Regions from separate parts of the Mus musculus genome. Here region 1 is linked to region 2. The links are chromatin contacts, called in public promoter capture Hi-C maps. All regions are on one chromosome and are shown on one strand. The core of a region is the stretch at or near the end of the contact, and the rest is flanking DNA. Distances in the headings are between cores, read along the strand shown.

What was found. Promoter capture Hi-C pulls out the DNA fragments that hold promoters and counts their contacts.
Region 1: a contact with region 2 is called in a promoter capture Hi-C map of pre-B cells. The contact joins the promoter of Ccdc50 here to the promoter of Eif4a2 in region 2. A contact is called at or near these places in 1 of 39 promoter capture datasets (pre-B cells) and 1 of 484 Hi-C or Micro-C datasets (muscle stem cells).

The regions. Positions count from the first base shown.
Region 1 is chr16:27,385,261-27,390,212 of GRCm38.p6, reverse strand. Ccdc50 (coiled-coil domain containing 50) reads right to left here and starts at 1,257. Exons shown (of 11, transcript NM_026202.4): 1 at 1,076-1,257. The coding sequence starts at 1,124.
Region 2 is chr16:23,104,311-23,109,336 of GRCm38.p6, reverse strand. Eif4a2 (eukaryotic translation initiation factor 4A2) reads right to left here and starts at 1,869. Exons shown (of 11, transcript NM_013506.3): 1 at 1,517-1,869; 2 at 704-749; 3 at 486-618; 4 at 78-217. The coding sequence starts at 1,545. It overlaps Snord2 (small nucleolar RNA, C/D box 2), which reads right to left and starts at 384; the gene lies at 317-384.

The DNA of each region.
Region 1 (4,952 bases), core at 8-2,507, 4.3 Mb before region 2:
TATTACTCTTTAGAAACAATGGAGTAGATCCAAACCTACTACAATTTAAACATAAAATCATTGACTCCTAGCCACGGTGCTTCTCTGAAACCCTAGGACAGATGCAGCCAAGTAGTCACTAATTGTCTTGGGATTTCCAAATTGGCCAGAGCGAGACCATCTGAGTCACTTGAAATTGGCAATGAAGCCTAAAGTCTCAAGAAAGGAAAAACTCCTTCACTTACACAACACACACATCCCAGTCCCAGACCGTGTTGGCCACAGATCTCTGGTGAAACAAAAGAGATCCACAACAAAGACCCCCCCCCCACCCCCCTCAGAACTTATGGCTTTAAGAGAGAGCACTCTTGAACGTTCTAGGTGTTGTCATAATGGAAGTCCAGTGCTTCCCAAGAAGGGAAAGACAGAGTGACAAGAAGATGAGCCAGTAACCAAAACAATAAAAATGCTAGGCCCCGGGGAGGGGAGGAGAGATGAAGTAAGCTAGGCCTGGCCAGTACTAGTCAATCTTATTTTCCTGGACTTCAATATAGCAGCCATGGGGGGCAACGGGGGTAACAGGATCACAAGCTCCCACCCACTCCAGCCTGGTCTTTATTAAAATGGAAGTGGGGAGATCATCTTTATAGGGGCTTGAGGTCCACCATTCAAAGCAATGCCAACCCTAAGATTTTCAACATTTTTGAAGCTAAGAGCCAGCCAGACACTAGACTAGGAAGAAGAAGTGGGAGAAGGGAGGAAGGGAGAGAGGAGGGAAAGAAAGGAGGAGGGAGGTAGAGGATAGAAAAGAAAAGAAGGAGGGAGAAGAGAGGAACAGAAGGAGAAGAGGAGGGAGAGGGTCATGTTTCAAAACAAAGGCTCCACTCCACTCGGAACGCCACCCCCTGGCCTGGGCCAGCCTGGAAGGGCTGGGATTTCTACATCAAGCGTCCACAGGGCAGAACAAGGCCGCGCGGCCAGGCGAGGGCCTCCCGCAGCCGCTGGCGGACCGAGCCAGCCCGCGGCGCTCCTAGCCCGCCCCGCGCCGCGTGCCCCGCGCAGCCCGGCTCCCCGGAGCCCGCGAGTCCCGACCTACCTTCCTTCACGCCCGGCAACTTGGACTGATCTACACTCACGTCGGCCATGGCGGCCGCTGGGCCTCGGGCGCGCGGAGATCACGGCGCACGCCCACCCCGCGGGCTGGCCCGGGTGGACGCCGGACTCTCCCGGGCCGGAAATGCACCGGAGTCCAGTACGGAGGGAGAGAGGTGCCAGAAAGGCGGCGGCGGCGGCGGCGGGGGGCGGGGGCTGCAAGGCTGCACCGCACGCAGAGGCGTGCGAGCCAGACCGCCTCCCCTCGCCTATGTGCCTGCCGCGCCCAGCCCAGGCCACAGCTCTGCGGCCTGAAGGCCGGGACCCCAAGGCTGCACCTGCCAGCTAGGCGCCGCCGGGACAGAGCCTATCTGCGCTCCACTCTGAGATTTAAGACTTGTGTAAAGTGCTTATTGAGTGCCAGGCACCACAAATCCTTATATCTGGGATTAGTGGGCATATACATACATACTTACAAACATACATACATACATACATACATACATACATACATACATACATGTGTGTGTGTGTGTGTGTGTGTGTGTGTGTGTGTGTGTGTGCTTTATATTTCTTTTTTTGTTTTGTTTTTTTGTTTTTAAAGAAACCAGAATACAAGACACTGAATTAAATTCTGGGCCCTTCTGGAAACGGAATATTCACAACCAGCAGGGAGAACTGAGTCACTCAATCAACAAAAAACTATAAATGTCTACCAGATCGGATGTTCAGTTTCGGGGGTGGAGGGATTGTGACAGAGACTTGTATGGGCTTCCCCTTCCAGCATGCCACTCACTGGTCTATAATTCTGACATTTGTGTTTCTCTGAAATGAGCGACTTTTCGCGTTTCATCCTATGGATCAGTACAGATTCATGCTCCTTTAGGAACTGTCTCTTCCCCTAAAGGAAACATTCCAGTCCTAAACTGGGTTTTCACTAATCTTATCTTTCAGTCCATTAGTCCACAAACCATGCATATTTATCAAAGAATGGGTGTGAGATCAAAACCGGTGGAGCAGAATACCTCCCTAGGCTTGCTACATAAAGGGTAGAGTAGCAAATTAGTATCTGTTTCCTGAGTGGGCGGCCACTCTCACTAGCAGACAATGAAACTAAACTGAAGATAAGCAAAGATAGGAGAAGGCGGAGAAGAGGGCAGTTTCTGATGGAAACACAGTAGCAAAGCACAGTTCCTCCTCAGAGTTAAGCTTGTTGGCAGGATCATTGAACTCTGGAATGTCAGCCCAACATCTTGTCAAAGTTCAACGTGTCACTTCAGCCACTGGCTTAAACTGGCTTCCCATCTCAGCTCAGACTCCTAGTGTGAGAGGTCAGGAGGAAGTGGTATGATTTTTAACTTGACACTAAAATTGGTTAGCAAAAACTAAGATGTAAATGAGAGCAAAAATTAGATCAGAAGTTGGCAAGCTGCTACCCACAGGCCAAACCCAGCCCGCTGAAACCCCGTGACTGTATTTGTTTAAATATTACATTTTAAATTATTTTTAATATGAGTCATTTAAATTTTGCCTTTTAAGCCCAAAATCTAAAGTACTATCAAACCCTTACAAGAAAATTTTGCACAGCCCTGTCAGAGATAGAGAGCACTCCATAAACAAAGTGTGAAGAAGGAAGGTATAGCAAAGTGGCTTTAGGGGTATTTATAAATGTCCTGCCATATATGGACCTGTTTTTTAAATTGTCCTATAGTTATAGAGAGCATTTATAATGACAGTATCTCTGCTTCTCTTTCCTTCTCTCTTTCTACTTCTCCACCACGTTGTTCCACTGGAGACTGACATGGAGCTCCTTGTTTCTGCTTCTGATGAGTGTGACGAGGAGAAGTAATAAAAGTCCGAAGAAAGAGACATGATAGAGTCTGCATTCCATTCTTCTGCTGGTATGCTAAACCCAACCATGATGGGCCAGAGGAGAGTTTGGAAGTCTATTCTTTCTTCCCACTGGTCTCCAGGGGAGGAAAGGCATTCACCTTTGCTATTTGATTCATCTCACAGCCCACAGACATTATTTAAAATTCATCAGTCAGAACTAGAAAGTTGCTTTCATTTTTAAAAAGTACCCGTTGCTCTTGCAGAGGGTCTGAGTATCTGAACCCACATGGTGGCTCACAATTAACTATAACTCCAGGTCAGGGACATCTGATACCCTCTTCTAGTTTCAACAGACATTAAGCATACATGTGGTACACATATACACATGAAGGTAAGACACTCAAAGGCATACAATAAAAATAAATCTTTTTAAAAAAATCACCAGCTAAGAGTCCATTTTATTCCTTGCTTTTAACAATCGCTAGTGTTTTTAACACTGTTTTGGAGTCTTTGTCGTCTTGTTGAAACCTTTTGACTTTAAAAGCAAAGGAGTAACTGGCTACAGTTACAAGTAAATCTAGGACCTGGTAGTTTTGAAGTACCACTTCTATAAGTCAATTTAATTGGCCCCATATTATTCAAAGTTCTTTGGTTTTGGTTTAGTATGGTTTTGTTCTTTCCAGACAGGGTTTTTCTCTGTAGCCCTGGCTGCCCTGGAACTCTAGACCAGGCTGACTTCTAACTCAGAGATCACCCTTCTCCTAGCTCCAGAGTGTTGGGATTAAAGGCATGTGATACCAACACCTTGCTGAAAGTTCTTGACTATTGTAATTCTTTGCCTTGTGAAGTTCTAGGCATTCATAAGACCCCACCCCCCAACTCCTGTACCTATGACTAAGATGAAGCCAAGAGAAAGAAACAAAGCAACAACAGCCTTTTAGTTTGGGCTGGAGATGTATGTAGTTACAGAAATATTTATTCTTCCTAAGTGTGATTTGGGGAAGAAAGAGGGCAAGATTTATCTTTCAGTCCATTGCCTAGGGAGTAGAGATAAACCTGCACCCTATAAGGAATATATGAGCTCTTCATTATTGAGGCAAGGGTAAGAAAAAGATGGAGCTGGTGATGGTTTTAATAGCCCATTAGAAAAGTGAAGGCTACACAGCTGTCGCATATGAGGTTAAGGTATGCTATAAAAGGGGAAAGTAAGGTGGGATTTGAACAAAGGTAAGCAGATTTTGAGTCGGTCAGAACCTAGATTGATATTGAAATCATTTGTAACCAATTAAAGTGGAATCTGTTTAATTTTGGAACAAGTAAGCCCAATTGGCCATTGAAAGACTCTGAGACCAAAATATCAAGCAAAATGAGGACAATCGTTAGGTGGGTAAGGGGTTGGGAGTACACCATGGATGTGTCAATCTAAATAGTGACTAGAAAAACCAGTAGCCAATAGGAAAGCAGAGCCTCAGGCCAGGCACTTTGAAACAGTTTTACCCATTAGGGAAAGGGGCAGAGAGGCAGAAGTGAGCCTGTCATGCAATGACAGAATTAAAAGGATGGTTGTTTTTGGGGGGTTTTGGGTTTAGGTTTGGTTTTGTTTTATTTGACTTGTTTTTGGAAGCACCCACAGAGCAGGAAAGGCTCAAGATAGGAGGCATTTTTAGATCCATCCAATTAGTGAGTGCTGCCTGGTGAGGATGGAACAGTATCCTCTGGGCTTGAGATTCATAAAAAGGATTTAAGCCTTGTAGGTTGAGCCTGAAGGTAGCAATGACAGATTTAATCAGCACAGAGCCCAAAAGGCTCCTTTCTAGGGCTTCAAGCTGGCACAGGTCTCTAATGGGCAAATCCTTCCAATGGCCCTGCAGTTCTCTGCTCGAGTTGAATGGCTTCCCACTGTTGCTAGTTGCCTCAATCTTGCCAACACCCTGTGAATGGTCTCTTCGTTGTGTTCTTTCCATTACATCATGTTGATTGTAACATGTTTCCTGACTAGAAGCTGACTAATTCAGTGAGATATTCCACAGGTTTGCTCCCCTTAAAAA
Region 2 (5,026 bases), core at 620-3,119:
ATTTTAAATTCTTCACAGTTGTGAAACCTGAAACCTATGCAACACGCAAGCAGTTTTTTGAACTACACTATCAATACCTGTTGAGCCAGTTCTCTGGTGGGGGCCAATACTAGTGCTTGGGTCTCCTTGAACTCAATCTCCAACTGTTGCAGGATGGAAATAGCAAATGTGGCTGTCTTGCCAGTACCTGACTGAGCTTGAGCAATCACATCATACCCTAAAAAAAGTAGGATACATATTTACCGATCCCACATCAAATCGTTACTTCTACTATACACCATGTATTCCAGTTGGAACATAAAGTTACGCCCACATAAGTGATCAGCAAGAGTATTCTCTTCATTTCAGGTCAGTCCCGAAAGATGATTTGCCATCATTTCACTTTAAGGAATACAATCAGGTGCTAGTACTTCCCCAAAGGTCACTTTCCCTTTTCCGGTCCATGTATGTGCAGAGCACTTATCCTAACGGCAATAGAGTTTTACCTTTAATACAAGGGATAATAGCTCTTTGCTGAATAGCTGAAGGCTTCTCAAAACCATATGCATAGATGCCTCGAAGAAGGGACTCCTTTAAATTCATATCATCAAAGTTATCAACAATTTCATTCCAGTTGCTCTGTAAGTTAATAATGAAACTATGAATAAGACATGAAAAAAAAATGTACCTTTCCAAACCTTTAACGTCCACACCCACTCCTTACCTCGATGACACCATCGGGGTCCATTCCCTCTGGGCCGCCATGTTCTCTGCTGACAACAACACTGCAGTTAGACATACTGCTTCCAAGCCACGCAGAGACCCTTAAAGGGCCCTTCCACCCCGTACCTCATTCCCCTCCGCGCCCCTGTGCTCTGCTGAAAACGCCTCAAAACCGGCCGCAATGCTGCGAAGCGCCATTCGCCCTCCCCAACAGCTTGGGACTTGGACCCCTAAGTATAGACGCCCCTTTACTCAGTGCCCTAGGACCAGGCCCTCCCGCTTGGGAAGCGAAGCTCTCGCGAGTGCTCCGCGCGCCGAGCTCCGCCCCTAACTCTGCGCAAGCCGGCGTGATTGACGCCGAAAGGCCCAGGCAGGTCCATGCCAACGGCTCCGTCGCTCCGTTTCACGGTCCAGGGTGATCGTCCCCTGGCCGTCCAATCTCCCATCTCGACAGAACCCTAAGAACGCCAGCTCGCGCCACTGGCCGCCAATAAACCTTCGGGTCCCGGTTACCCGCCCCTAAGCAGTCTGCGCCACGGCTCCGCTTGCCATATCCCGTACGGGGAGGGGCAGCAGCCAAGATGTCACAATGTGTCCTAAGAAAGGGCATCCTTAATACTCCGTTCTTGTATCCGTCCTGTCTCCCCAACATCTGGAGTCTTACCATCATGGAAGCTTCTCGAAGGGCACAAGGAGAAGTGTGTGCCCTAAGAAAAAGCCCGCATACCTGCAGTGTGGCCGCCAAGCAACCCACCTCAACGCGGGTCCTAGTGACCTTGACTACAGGCCACCGGCCGCCCCGGGAGCGCCGTACCTGTTGTAATCCGCGGAGCCACCAGACATGATCCGAAAACCCACTCAGCGCCCGACTGAAAAGACAGGCGGACGGCGCCGCCCGTTTTTTATAGGCTCGCGGCCGGAACCCGTTTCTCGCGGAGGAATTTCCTTATTCCCCTTTCGGAAGCCACAAAATTGTACTCCTGGAGTTTGTTACCGGAGGTGAAGCCCTACAGGAGTCGATGACAAAATCCACATTTCACTATTACTTGGTATTACAGCGTTCCCGGAGATCCACGAATCGGGAACGGGTCTGGGACTCTTTGCTTTCGGCGGAAGAATATTGCAGCAGCGCGACCGCGCGCCGCGCTCCTCGGCCGCCCTGCTCCTACGGGGTTTCCGCGGCCCTGCCGCAGAGGCCGGCGGAGCCCTGGGCGCTTAGGGCGGAAGCCGGTGGCGCTGTTCGCTGGCGGGCGGCGTCTCCAGGACGCAGCTCCGGGCTACCTGCGCGTCAGCGTGCCCTTGGTCCGAGCCACCGCGTTCCGTGCCGGAACAGAATAGGGTTACCCCGCCCGTTCTCACTGCTGTTTAATGTGACAGGAAAGGGCTACCTGGCATTTCGCCCAGCCATTTAATATCCATTCAGATCTGGAACGTGTGAAACCCCTGCCACGGAAAATGTCGGCCACCCAGCACATCCTAGGAAATCCAGTTTGCAGTTCTATTTTTGTAAGACGAGAAGCACAGTGTGTAGTATCATTAACAGATGTCCCTAGGGTGGTGATTCGATTTTCATCTCTTTCTGGTCGGTCGTCTTCAGCTCTGGCTTAAAAAATAATGCTAATAATTTCAACCTAACAGGTGCGAGAAATGACTGATAGAATCACTACCAACTTGTGCAAAGGACCTGTCATTCTTTGTAACACAGAAATGTAAATGGGTGCTTCTGGCAGACTCAGCCCTAGCACTTCAAGAGCTGATTGTCTCTTCTGGTAAAACAAAACAAAAACAAAAAACAAAAACGATTTTAATCATCTAATATTGCCTTACTGAAATTGAGACAATATAGTTCGTATTGCTCGTAATAAACTTGCATGGCTGCATAAGCCTAGACGTTTCCAGTCAGCCACAACTCGAGCCCCTTGCAAAAAAATATAAGATATTTAATCCTTGAATTTTAAAATATGAAAGTATCCTGAACACTCAAAAATTTTTCTCATTAATTCAGAAGACCAAAGACTGACTAACCAGAGAAGGAAAAGGCTCAGTTTGGTAATTTACGAAAAGTATTTGGCTCTAAAAAGATTAAATTAGATTAAATTGTATTTGTTTATTTATTGAGTGTGCACCTCAGCGCGTGGAAGTCAACGGACGACTCTTAGGAGTTGATTCGTCTCCTACTACTTGGATCCCACAAGTGGGTCCTGGGGATGGAACTTAGGTCAGCATGCCCTAAGGCCAGCATTGAATCATCTTGCCAGCCCTATGTGCTATCCTTACTCAAAAATAAAACCTGTACTTATTTGGAAGTTATTGTGTCAGAAACTGTTACAAAATGATGACAAAATAGAGACCGGGTGTGGTGACATGGACTTTTAACCCTAGCACTCAGGAAGTGGAGGCTCGTGGATCCCTGCAAGTCTTAGAGGGTTCAGGCCAGCAAGGGCTATATAATGAGACCTTGCCTCAAGGGACAAGTGAGTGAGTGACAAAATGGATTGGCCATCCTGTGTAGAGTCTCTTTCAAAGTTGCCATAAAAATAAAAATAAATAATACTTCCTGATCTAAGAAACTCAACAAAGTTCAGTTTTTCTGAGGAAGACTACATGTGCCTAACAGATGTTTTCGTTATGGTTAGTACTGTCATTACATGCCCTGAGGATTTTCCTAAGTCCCTTAAGAGGAAATATTTAAGGCTAACCTTTAGACTATAACTGTGGAAGACATTTTGTATTTAAAAAGTATAGTCTGAGTATGGTCACACATGTCTTTAATCCCAGCACTCATGGAGGCAGATGGATCTCTATGAGTTTCAAGGCCAGCCTGGTCTACATAGTGGACAGTCAGAGGTACATAGTGAAACCCAGTCTTGGAAAAAAATGACAATAATAATAATAATAAATTAGAAGATAATAAATCAAAGTCTCCATCCCCCATGAGGTGTTTCCAGTAAACACTGTGCTTATCCTGTTCTCACAGCATAAATAGCACCAAGTAACTCATGAGCTAAAAATAAAGCATAGATTCTTAAGGTTTTGTAAGTCTGTATAGATGGAGTTGACACCAATATAAGGATACTCAGCTATCATCTGAAAGTAGCCTTATCAAAGTTAACTATAAATACTCTTAGTGGCCAGGCAGTGGTGGTGCAAGCCTTTAACCCCAGCACTTGTGAGGCAGAGGTAGAGGTGCAAGCAGTGGGATCTCTGAATTTGAGGCCAACCTGGCCTACAGAGCAAATTCCAGAACAGCCAGGGCTACACAGAGAAACTGTATCTCAAAAGTAAATGAATGAATGTTTATATAAATATAAATGTTCCTTAATAATCTTGGAATGTGTGAGACCAGTTATACTACAAATGGTAATTAAAAAAAAAAAATCTTAACCAAGCCACAGGCCTGTGATTTTACCTACTCAAGAGGCAGAGCCAAGAGAATCACAAGTTCAAGGTGCACCTGGGCTAGAGCATGGGCAAGAGCCCCCTGAAATACATAAATACTGCTTAAAAACAAAACAAATACGGGGCATGGTGGTACACGCCTTTAATCCCAGCACTGGGGAGGCAGAGGCAGGTGAATTTCTGAGTTCAAGGCCAGCCTGTTCTACAGAGTGAGTTCCAGGACAGTCAGAGCTATACAGAGAAACCTTATCTCGAAAAACAAAAACAAAAACAAAAAGAGGCCAGCCTGGTCTACAGAGTGAGTTCCAGGACAGTTAGGGCTACACAGAGAAACCCGGTCTCGGAAAAAAAAAAAAAAAAAAAAAAACACCAAAAATTAAATAGAGCCTTGCACAGCACATGCCTTTAATTCCAGCACTTGGAAGACAGAGGCAGGTGAAACTCTGAGTTGGAAGCTAGCCTGCTCTAAAATAAAAAGTTCTAGGCCAGCCACTGTTGAACATCCATACACAAAAGCAAAATAAAATAAAAGTAAAATAACAAAAATGAAACAGCAGTTTCATAATCAGTTGGTCCACAAAATTTTGTTTATGTATATTTTCAGACCTTTTTGTTTTTGTTTTTGTTTGTTTTTTTGAGACAGGGTTTCTCTGTATAGCCCTGGCTGTCCTGGAACACACTCTGTAGACCAGGCTGGCCTCAAACTCATAAATCCACCTGCCTTTGCCTCCCCAGTGCTGGGATTAAAGGCGTGTGTCACCACACCTGGCTCAGACCTATTTTACTACTCATGTTTATTGTTTAATAAGTTCACAGCCTAAACTATCTGGTTTTGTGTGTCAACTTGACACAAGCTCAAGTTATCAGAGAGGAAGGAACCTCAGTTGAGAAAATGTCTCCATGAGAACCATCTATAAATCATTTT